2 separate regions of the Anser cygnoides genome follow, and region 1 is linked to region 2. The links are chromatin contacts, called in public Hi-C maps. All regions are on one chromosome and are shown on one strand. Each heading gives the region's core, a stretch centred on a gene start, on an enhancer-like site or on the middle of the called end of the contact. The rest is flanking DNA. Distances are from core to core; before and after follow the strand shown. Region 1 holds the start of TTC1 (tetratricopeptide repeat domain 1). Region 2 holds the start of PTTG1 (PTTG1 regulator of sister chromatid separation, securin).

Region 1 (4,268 bases), core at 1,366-3,865, 180 kb before region 2:
GGGAGGTAAGCCCATTTAAAACGGGGAATGAACCTCAACAATACAAGTTAAGGCTTCCATAGCTCAACTCTTATCCAAACACATCTACTTATGCAGGATTACATGTTCTTGATTTTTTCAACAGGTATTCACTTAAATAAACATCACTGCTCTGAAAAATCCCCTAGCACCAAGAAGATTAAATAAATGATACTCAGATTTCATTTTTTGTATATGTACAAGCTTCAGCTATTCATACACTTCTACTTAAAGCAATGAATTACAGATTCTAAAAGGTGGATTAAGGCAGTAACGTGTTCTGTTTGAACAAATAATAGTTAGCAGCAAAAGCCGACAACTGCCCTATAACCTCCAGGGTAAGTGTTTCTTACTAAAATGTGTATATTTGAAGATACTACAAGAGAATTTATTTCTTCGTTTTCCAAGCATAAAGCAACCTATGAAGACAACTCTTCTCTAAAGTTTCAAGTGCAGTGAAGAGAAAGTGAGACATACAGTTGTGAGCACTCAGGAACCTTAAGGACAAAAGTCACACACACTGACTACGTTGGTACGTCATGAGGAGTTGGAGTCTTTCTGCTCATTTGCCAGCTGGAGGACTGGCCCCCTGCAGAAGGCAGAGAGCCCCTCAGGTTCTTCTGGTGGCTTCATGCCCTGGACACCAGTGAACTCTCTGGACTTCTACTCCACAGTGGCATTGAGGGACACTTCTAGAGAAGGGATATTTGAAGACTTTCACGGAGCTGCATGTGCTCAGGGCTAACATCAACAATCATAAACTGCAGTCCTTTCTGCTAAAAAGGACTCCTGGGGACACCCCCATCTTTAATGTACTAGGACCCTGGGAAAGCTTGCCCTTCTTGCTAGATTTAGAGTAAAGATTCATGAGAGAATGAATTCGTGAGAAACCCTTGATGCCCAGTATTATTCTCACCAGTACAATTCTTTTGGGGGATGGAACCCTGTGTCTTTTTTCCCAAACCCCTGTGCTCTTTGCACAGCCAGGGGAGTTTTAAATAGCATTTTATCCAATTTAAAACTGCACAGCTTGATTTTGTACCACAACTGTAATTTCCTTCTCCCTTTTCAAATGAAACAATATTTAACAGGACAGTGTAAAGGTTCAGAAATATTTTCTGTAAACCAGAATAAATTACAGTGCTAGCAGAACAGCAAAAAGGCACATTTTTGTGGGTTAAATCACTGCAGCTGGGATGTTGCAGAATGCTGAATCTACTTTTTTATCCAGAGAGAGAGGGAAAAAAATCAGCCAAAGACATCCTGTTTGCTTTCACTGTAACTAGCCATGTTCTTGCCAACTTACTGCAAAGGACTTCAATATAATTTAATGCCCACATCCATTACTGATACCAACACACTCAGTTACTAGAAATGTTCATCTAGAAACCCAAATCAAACCAATTAAGACCAAAGATGAATCTAGCATCTAGATCTTCAATTTTTACTTTAACTTTGAAATGCTGAACAACCCACAGGCCCTTCAGACTTGCATCAAAGTATGGTGATATCATTTAGAAGTCTGGAAGACAGGACAGGTCTCAAAATATTTTTAAGGACCCATCTCCTCCCCAGGACGTTCACATATGCTACATATGCTTCAGTCCACCAGTGGAGATCTGGAGATTTAATAATTTCTTGGTGTTTTTAACAACTGTGTGTGGTAACATAAAGAGCTGGCACAGCTTTAATAGTCTCAGCTTATTTTGCTGTGATATAAAGGCAAAGAAGAAAGGGAATCCCCTTCCTCATAAAAGACCAATTACTCTGTTTTTAAGAACCCATATTCACTGAGGATCATCCTCAATCACATCCTGCTGATCAGGACAAATTCTACCCAACATGAATCTGGAACATATCTCTCTATGTTGCAGCGATCTTTTAGTTGTTGAAAAGCTTGCTGAAAAACTGTTTAGAGCAATGAAAGCCTCATAAGAATACGTACTGACTGCCCCATGGCTTGGCACAGCGATTTTCCATAAAAAGACGCTGCCTTGCATACTTTCCACTAGGTCAAAACTTGTGGAAAATTCAGTTTTGTTTCTAAGTTCGAGGCGCAACATTTGTGTGGTATGGAATGACCGGATGCAAAGCAAAGTGACAGGTGACAGGGGGCTTTATTCCAGTACTTAAGTTACACAGAATTTGGTTTTCACATGCTACTGGAATACAAGATATATAAACCTGAAGTTCGTCACACAGCCAACCAGTTCAGGGTGCCCTGTAAGCGGTACAGCCGTGACAAGCCATATAGCTGTTGTCACTAAAGGAACAGGCAATAGGACCAGTATCCTTGGGTCCAGTACCCGGGCCCTCTTCCTGCTCACCCACCGGGCCATCCCTATTTCCCTCACCCTTATTTTTCAGGGGAGGGCGTCTCGACCCAACGTGCCTCCTCCAGCCCTCCCCCAGGCCTTATTTGTGGCCTCGCCACAGCCGGGGCCCTGATGGGGCTCCGACTCAGGCTCCACACGGCTCTGCCCTCAGGGCTATAACGCCCCCCCCTCCCCTCTCCCCTCCCCTCCGCTCCCGCAGGCGGGCCCGCGGGCCGGCACCGCCCTCTACGTCCCGAGAACTACAAATCCCAGCAACCGTCAGAAGCCGAAACCCCGGCAACGCGTAGCGACTACAAACCCCAGCAAGCCCCGCGCGCAACGCCCCCTTTCTATTGGCTGGCCCGGAGGCAAGAAGCGACCCGCGAGGTGAGGCGGGCGTGGAGGAAGGCGGAAGAGAAGGCGCAGGTCGGGGCCTGGGGGTGGCCGGGCCCGGTGGAGGCCGTACTGGGGGGGGCGGCGGGGGGTCCGCTGCACGCAGCTTGGGGGGGCCCGCGGGGACGGCAGGGCCCCCGGGCTGCAGGTGGACGCGGTGGGGCCCCGCTGCAGGACGGTCGGGGCCTGGGGGGGGCCTGGGCTTGACGGGGGCGTGGCGGCAGCGCGGTGCCCCCCTCAGCTGTGTGGCGGCTGGGAGGGGTGTCTGCTGGTGCCTTCCTCCCCTGGAGGGGCTATGGGTTCCTTCGGGTGATGTCATCTATTAATAGCTCGGTTATTTAGGTGTATCTATAAGCATTTTAGATACTTGTTTGCTGTATTGGGCTTATTTAGGGTGATTTCTTTCTCGTTTCTAAAAATCTAACCTTTCCAAGGACTCCAACATGGAAGAGTTTAAAGATGGAAGCCCACCTGAAGAATTACTTGGTCACTTAAAGCTTTCTGATCAGAAGGCATCGCAGAGCACCAGCTCGTTGGCTTCTGGCCCTAAAGATATCCACAATCCCCAAAATATGGGAAGTGGCTATGCAGCATCTTCAGCCAAAGATCCCACGATAGCAGATGAGTGTTTCCATGACTGTCATGACTCCTTTGAGGTGAAAGAACCTATACTGGATGATGAAAGGAATATACAGAATGATGAGAATAGCACAAGGAAGCAGACAGAACTAGATGAAGAATACTTACTGGAACTAGAAAAAGATATGCCAGAGGAAGAAAAACAGGTAATTCAAAGTACCCACTTTCAGTGTCACTTCTCTGAATGGTTTGTGACCAGCATGAAAATGGACCTTTAAAACTCTTTTATGTGACTAATGTTACTGTTCCCAATTTCTTTTTGGTACCTGTTATTTTGTTAGCTTTGCTTACTGTTGCTAATCATCACACTCTGTCGCAGGTTTTTATCTGCTTTCTGCAGTGTGTAAGGTTGCTGTGACTTAAGACAGATTGTAAGAAACAAAATTTTCCCTGTTTCACGTTGCTGAGTTTGTGTGCATTATTTGTTTTCCCCAGATTATCTGCAGAATGCTTTCCAAACACTCGGGGGGGGGGGGGTATTCAAGATACTTTTGATATCTGAAAGGCTAGCTGATGTATTAGTGTTTTGGGATTAACGTTGAAATTTATCCCTATAGATTACTGAGGCTTTAAACAAAATGCTTTAATGTTTGGTTTTTGTTTGTTTTCAATGTTGGGCAAAACGTTTGGGTAACAAGCTGTGTGAGCTTGTGAGGAATAATGAAATAGGCCTGAGGGTTTGTTCAGCAGCCTCTAAAAGTGTCTACGCCACAGTAAGTCTGTGTGAACCAGTTGTTGTGACACTTAGTCAGTGGTGTCACTTGACAGACATTAGCTTTCAAGGTTCTAGGGTATTATGGTCATCATATAATTTAAAAAAAAAAAAACTTTTTGCAACTTGAATTTGTGAACGGTGGGGAAGTAAAAATACTAAATCAAAACCTATGTGCTAACATACAAGTC
Region 2 (4,066 bases), core at 131-2,630:
AAAACATTCTGCACACCTCTTGAACTCCTCGTTTGTACCAATCTCCAGAAGAGCTGTACTGTTTCTGCTTCTCTGGCTGGGGTCTCTGATGCTTTAGCGTAGGCCTTTTAGAAGGATCTATGTACCATGGCACTGAAGAAATGTACTGAGGAATATGAGGATTGATATCTCTGTAAAAGATGTCATGAAATAAATACGTGGCACAGGAAAAAATAAAAAACACACCTCGCAATTTAGCCTAACAAATAACTCTTACATTAAGTTCAATGCTTTAAAAGTGATAATAATCACTGAAACTATAATGCTGTAAGTAAGGTCATCTCAAGTATGCAAACGGACTTCCTTGAGATTTTGTTACCATTAATTCACCTAAACTCCTGACTCCAAACTAAATACTTCATTCTATGCAGTTACTGAGAACGAGAACATTAATGCTTCTCTTTCCGGAGGCCATGGGATGGTGAGCAGGGGCCTTGTAGATGCCACAAAGAAAAGGAATAAACAACCTGTAAAGTCCCCCAGTACTGTGTATACCCCTTGTAAAACACCCCTTGTAGGGGTTCGCATAAGGGGGGCAGCACCCAACAGATCAGGTAAACATCGATTTATTGGGCTAGCACCCCAACAGACCGGGTAAACAGCGAATGCTTCGTTTTGGAAGCAGAAGCGCCGGTTTTCTGAGGAAGGCCGGAACGTTCAAAGTAAATTCATGAACCCGCACAGCTTCCTCCCGCAGCGCAGAGCGCCCCCCAGAGCGCTGCCATCCCGCGCCCAACAAGACCGCTTTGTGGCCTGCCCCTTTAACCAGCGCGCTAACAAAACTTACTTCCCTTCTTCGTCCACTTCAGCAGGCGCGTTCCCCAGCTTTCTCTGTTCCTCCAGCTCCTTCTTCTTCCTCCAGTCTTCCCTCGTCATCTTCTTGGGCTCCTCCAGGCCCACCTCGCCCGGGCCCCCCGCGGCACTGCCGCTGGCTGCCGCCCCAGCCGCCATTTTGTGTGCCTCCAACCGAGACCCCCGCACGGAGCCGGCCCGACACCGCCGGGCAGCACGCCTCGCGCAGCTTTACTTCGTCGCTTTTCCACCCTTCCCCTCCTCCAGCGACGCCACGGGCCCCTCCACACCACCGAGGTGACGGAGCGGTGACTGAGGGGTGACGCAGCGACACTGCACCCCTACCGCCCCCAGCCTTCCCTGTCGCCCGTCTCCCAGCTAGGCCTCAGCACCGCGCCGCCACCCCACCATGCACCGCGGCTCCTCCTCGATCCCCGCCCCTTAAAGGCACCGCCCCCCGAGGCGGCCTCACGCCGGCACCGCAGCAACGCGGCGGCGTCGGGGGCGGGCTCGCTCCTGCCCGGTCCTGCCCTGCCCACTAGCGCCGCTGAGCCAATCGGGTGCCTGAGCGTTAGTCGAAGCAGCCAATGGGAGAGGCAGAGGCGATTTAAAAGCTGGTGGCGGGAGGGCGGCGCCTCAGAGCCAGCGCCGCTGCTGCAGCTGGGGGTTCTGCTGCTGCCTGCCCCAGGTGAGTGGGGCTGGGGTGCAGTGAGAGCGGCTCGGGCAGGCCCTGGGGGCTCGGGCAGGCCCTGGGAGGGGGCAGCGAGGGAGCGCTGGGCGCTGCCCCATGGGCAGGGACGCCTCCCACTGGGTCGGGTTGCTCAGGGCCCCACCCAGCCTGGCCGTGAGCACCTCCAGGGCTGGGGCACCCGCAGCTTCTCTGGGCAGCCCGTGCCAGGGCCTCGCTACCCTCCCGGTATTGCTCTCCTTGGTGGGGTAAGCAGCAATAAACACCATAGAAAAGCGAGGCAGTGACCCAAAGATATTGGGCCTTGCTGTGTAGGATTGTTAGGGAGACTTAGCAACTTTCTCAAATCCATGGGGGATGTGAGCTTGCTATCTGCTTGGATACTTTCAGCCATAAGTCTCTAGTCAAGCTCCTATGACTTGAAGCACGTCGTTCTCCACTCAGAAACCTCAGTGCTGTCTATGACAAAAGCCAGGTGATTTTCTCATCTTCCTCTTCTTGGAACTAGCTCTGTTGCCTGTAGTGCTGCTTAAAAACTGTGCTGAAAGAAATAATAAGAACTTATTCCTTCTCTCTCTGTATGCCTTTCTAGAGTGGTCTCACCAGCCTGAAGATGACAACGCTAATCTTCTTAGATAAGGAGAATGGTGAAGTTGGTGCTGCTAAGAATCAGTTAAGACGCCCTTCAGGATCATGTGCGTATATGCCCTGCTAAAGTAGTGGGGAACAGAGTAAGATGCATGAGTTGGGTTTCATTATTCACCAATTTGAATAGAGAGCAGAACTGGTTAATTAGATATAAAAATAAAACTAAGCTTATCAATTGTTATGAAAGTGAAAATTACTTGCCTTTCATAGAGAGGGCTTATGCTTCTGAATTATAAGTAGAGAATGACAATTTGCTTTCTAGCATGTGCACCTAATGAAGCAGGCTTTAGGGTTGACATGGTGCTAAAGCTTGCTCTTTCCTCCCCCAGCAAAAGTCTTGTCTGAAAGAACTCAAGTCAGTACGCCACTTCCTAAAAAAACAATTAAAACATCTCCAGCCACATCACACTCTGTCAGAAAGGCTCTTGGAAACGTGAACAGGACTGTAGGAGTCACAAGCAAGAAAGAGCAGATGAGACAGAAAAATCTACCTTGCACTGCAAAGAAAGTAAGTACAACTGCCTTCCATAAGGGTGGGTGGGAAGGAAGGAAGGGGTGCAGGGCTTACCTACATAGATACAAGGCATACAACAGCTTAGCGAATATGTAAAGGTAAAGAAGTGGCTCTAAAGAAAATGTTGCCTGAGTTACTGTCTTGTTCACATTTTAATTAGCAGGGCTTTAATATAATGAGCCTAAATGTTGTACAGCAGAGATTTGTTGCCAGTGCATATGGTACAGTTACAAAAGCGAAGCAGCATAAGGGCAAATGCTTCAGCTACTTTGCATAGAAGGTGTTAGAATTTAGATGTAACTGAGGACTGTATGACAGTATTCTTGTCTATAAAGCTGTCCAGCACAGAAAAGACAAAAAGGATACTACATTGAAAAAACAGATTAGCTCAAGTAATGTATCTTTTCCTTGTTAAGGTTGCTGAAAAGACTGCTGGATTAGAGAGCCAGGATGTGATACTTGAAGAACCCTTCCCTGAAATAGAAAAAATATTTTGCTATGATCCTGGAGGTAAGAACTCTTGGGGTAATTATTAAAACAAAGAATCAGGCTTTAAGGGTTGACGCTGTAAGAATGGCCAAGCTGCAGTGGTAAACAACCTGATGATGTGCTTCTCCAGAGTCCATTCTTAAGCATAAGGGTATTTACCATTTTTTGAAGCACCACCTCATTTGTGTTTGAATGTTTTAACTGCAATAGTTGTGCTCCAAACATGTAGTAGTCTCCATGTCTGTTATAGTGGCAGGAAGCTAGTTCCAAATAACCAAGTTATAGTTCTTAATTCATTAAATGGCATCTAGCAGGCAACTATATAAAGGGCTACTTGAATGTAGACTTCTCCTAAGAGTGTATGCCAAGATGGTACTCTGTAACTGAAGAGAAATCCCTACTCTGTAGGATAAAATAGTTGAAACTTCTAAAACTGGTCATCTCTGTGGTGGGGAGAGCTATCTCAGTCCTTTACAATGTGCCTTCAAACAGTCCAGGTTATGTTGAACTAAATGTGCAAAAGCTATTGTACTGAAGACTTTTAGTGTTGGTTTACACATATGTGCTGCTTGATGTAGTTGACAGTGTAGTGATTGAAAAGAAATTCCTAAAAGCTCCTGCTTTACACTAGCAGTTACATACACTTTGATAAGTGTTAGCATAGAAGATTTTGTGGGCAGCTAAGGCGTAGCTGCAAATGAGCACCCTCATTTACCTCACCCTCAGTTACAAGATGTAACTAACAGACTGAGTCGTTCTGGAACTACTTTCACTTCATTTAATCTAGGATGACTTGCAGCTTCCCATGCTACTGTACACTGTTACTATACTAGTGTCTCTCCCAAACAGACTTTGAGAATTTTGATCTTCCTGAAGAGTACAGAGTAAGCGATATC

Evidence for each region. A called contact is a pair of places that touch in the nucleus more often than the background predicts.
Region 1: a Hi-C map of liver shows a contact between it and region 2, with 1.8 times the contacts expected there. The contact joins the promoter of TTC1 here to the promoter of PTTG1 in region 2. A contact is called at or near these places in 3 of 7 Hi-C or Micro-C datasets (granulosa cells and liver).

Annotation. Positions count from the first base shown.
Region 1 is chr14:19,521,901-19,526,168 of Taihu_goose_T2T_genome, reverse strand. TTC1 (tetratricopeptide repeat domain 1) reads left to right here and starts at 2,615. Exons shown (of 8, transcript XM_048064782.2): 1 at 2,615-2,720; 2 at 3,161-3,511. The coding sequence starts at 3,170.
Region 2 is chr14:19,340,214-19,344,279 of Taihu_goose_T2T_genome, reverse strand. PTTG1 (PTTG1 regulator of sister chromatid separation, securin) reads left to right here and starts at 1,380. Exons shown (of 6, transcript XM_013178550.3): 1 at 1,380-1,519; 2 at 2,112-2,214; 3 at 2,497-2,675; 4 at 3,098-3,191; 5 at 4,020-4,066. The coding sequence starts at 2,133. SLU7 (SLU7 homolog, splicing factor) reads right to left here and starts at 1,244. Exons shown (of 14, transcript XM_048064709.2): 1 at 827-1,244; 2 at 17-170. The coding sequence starts at 990.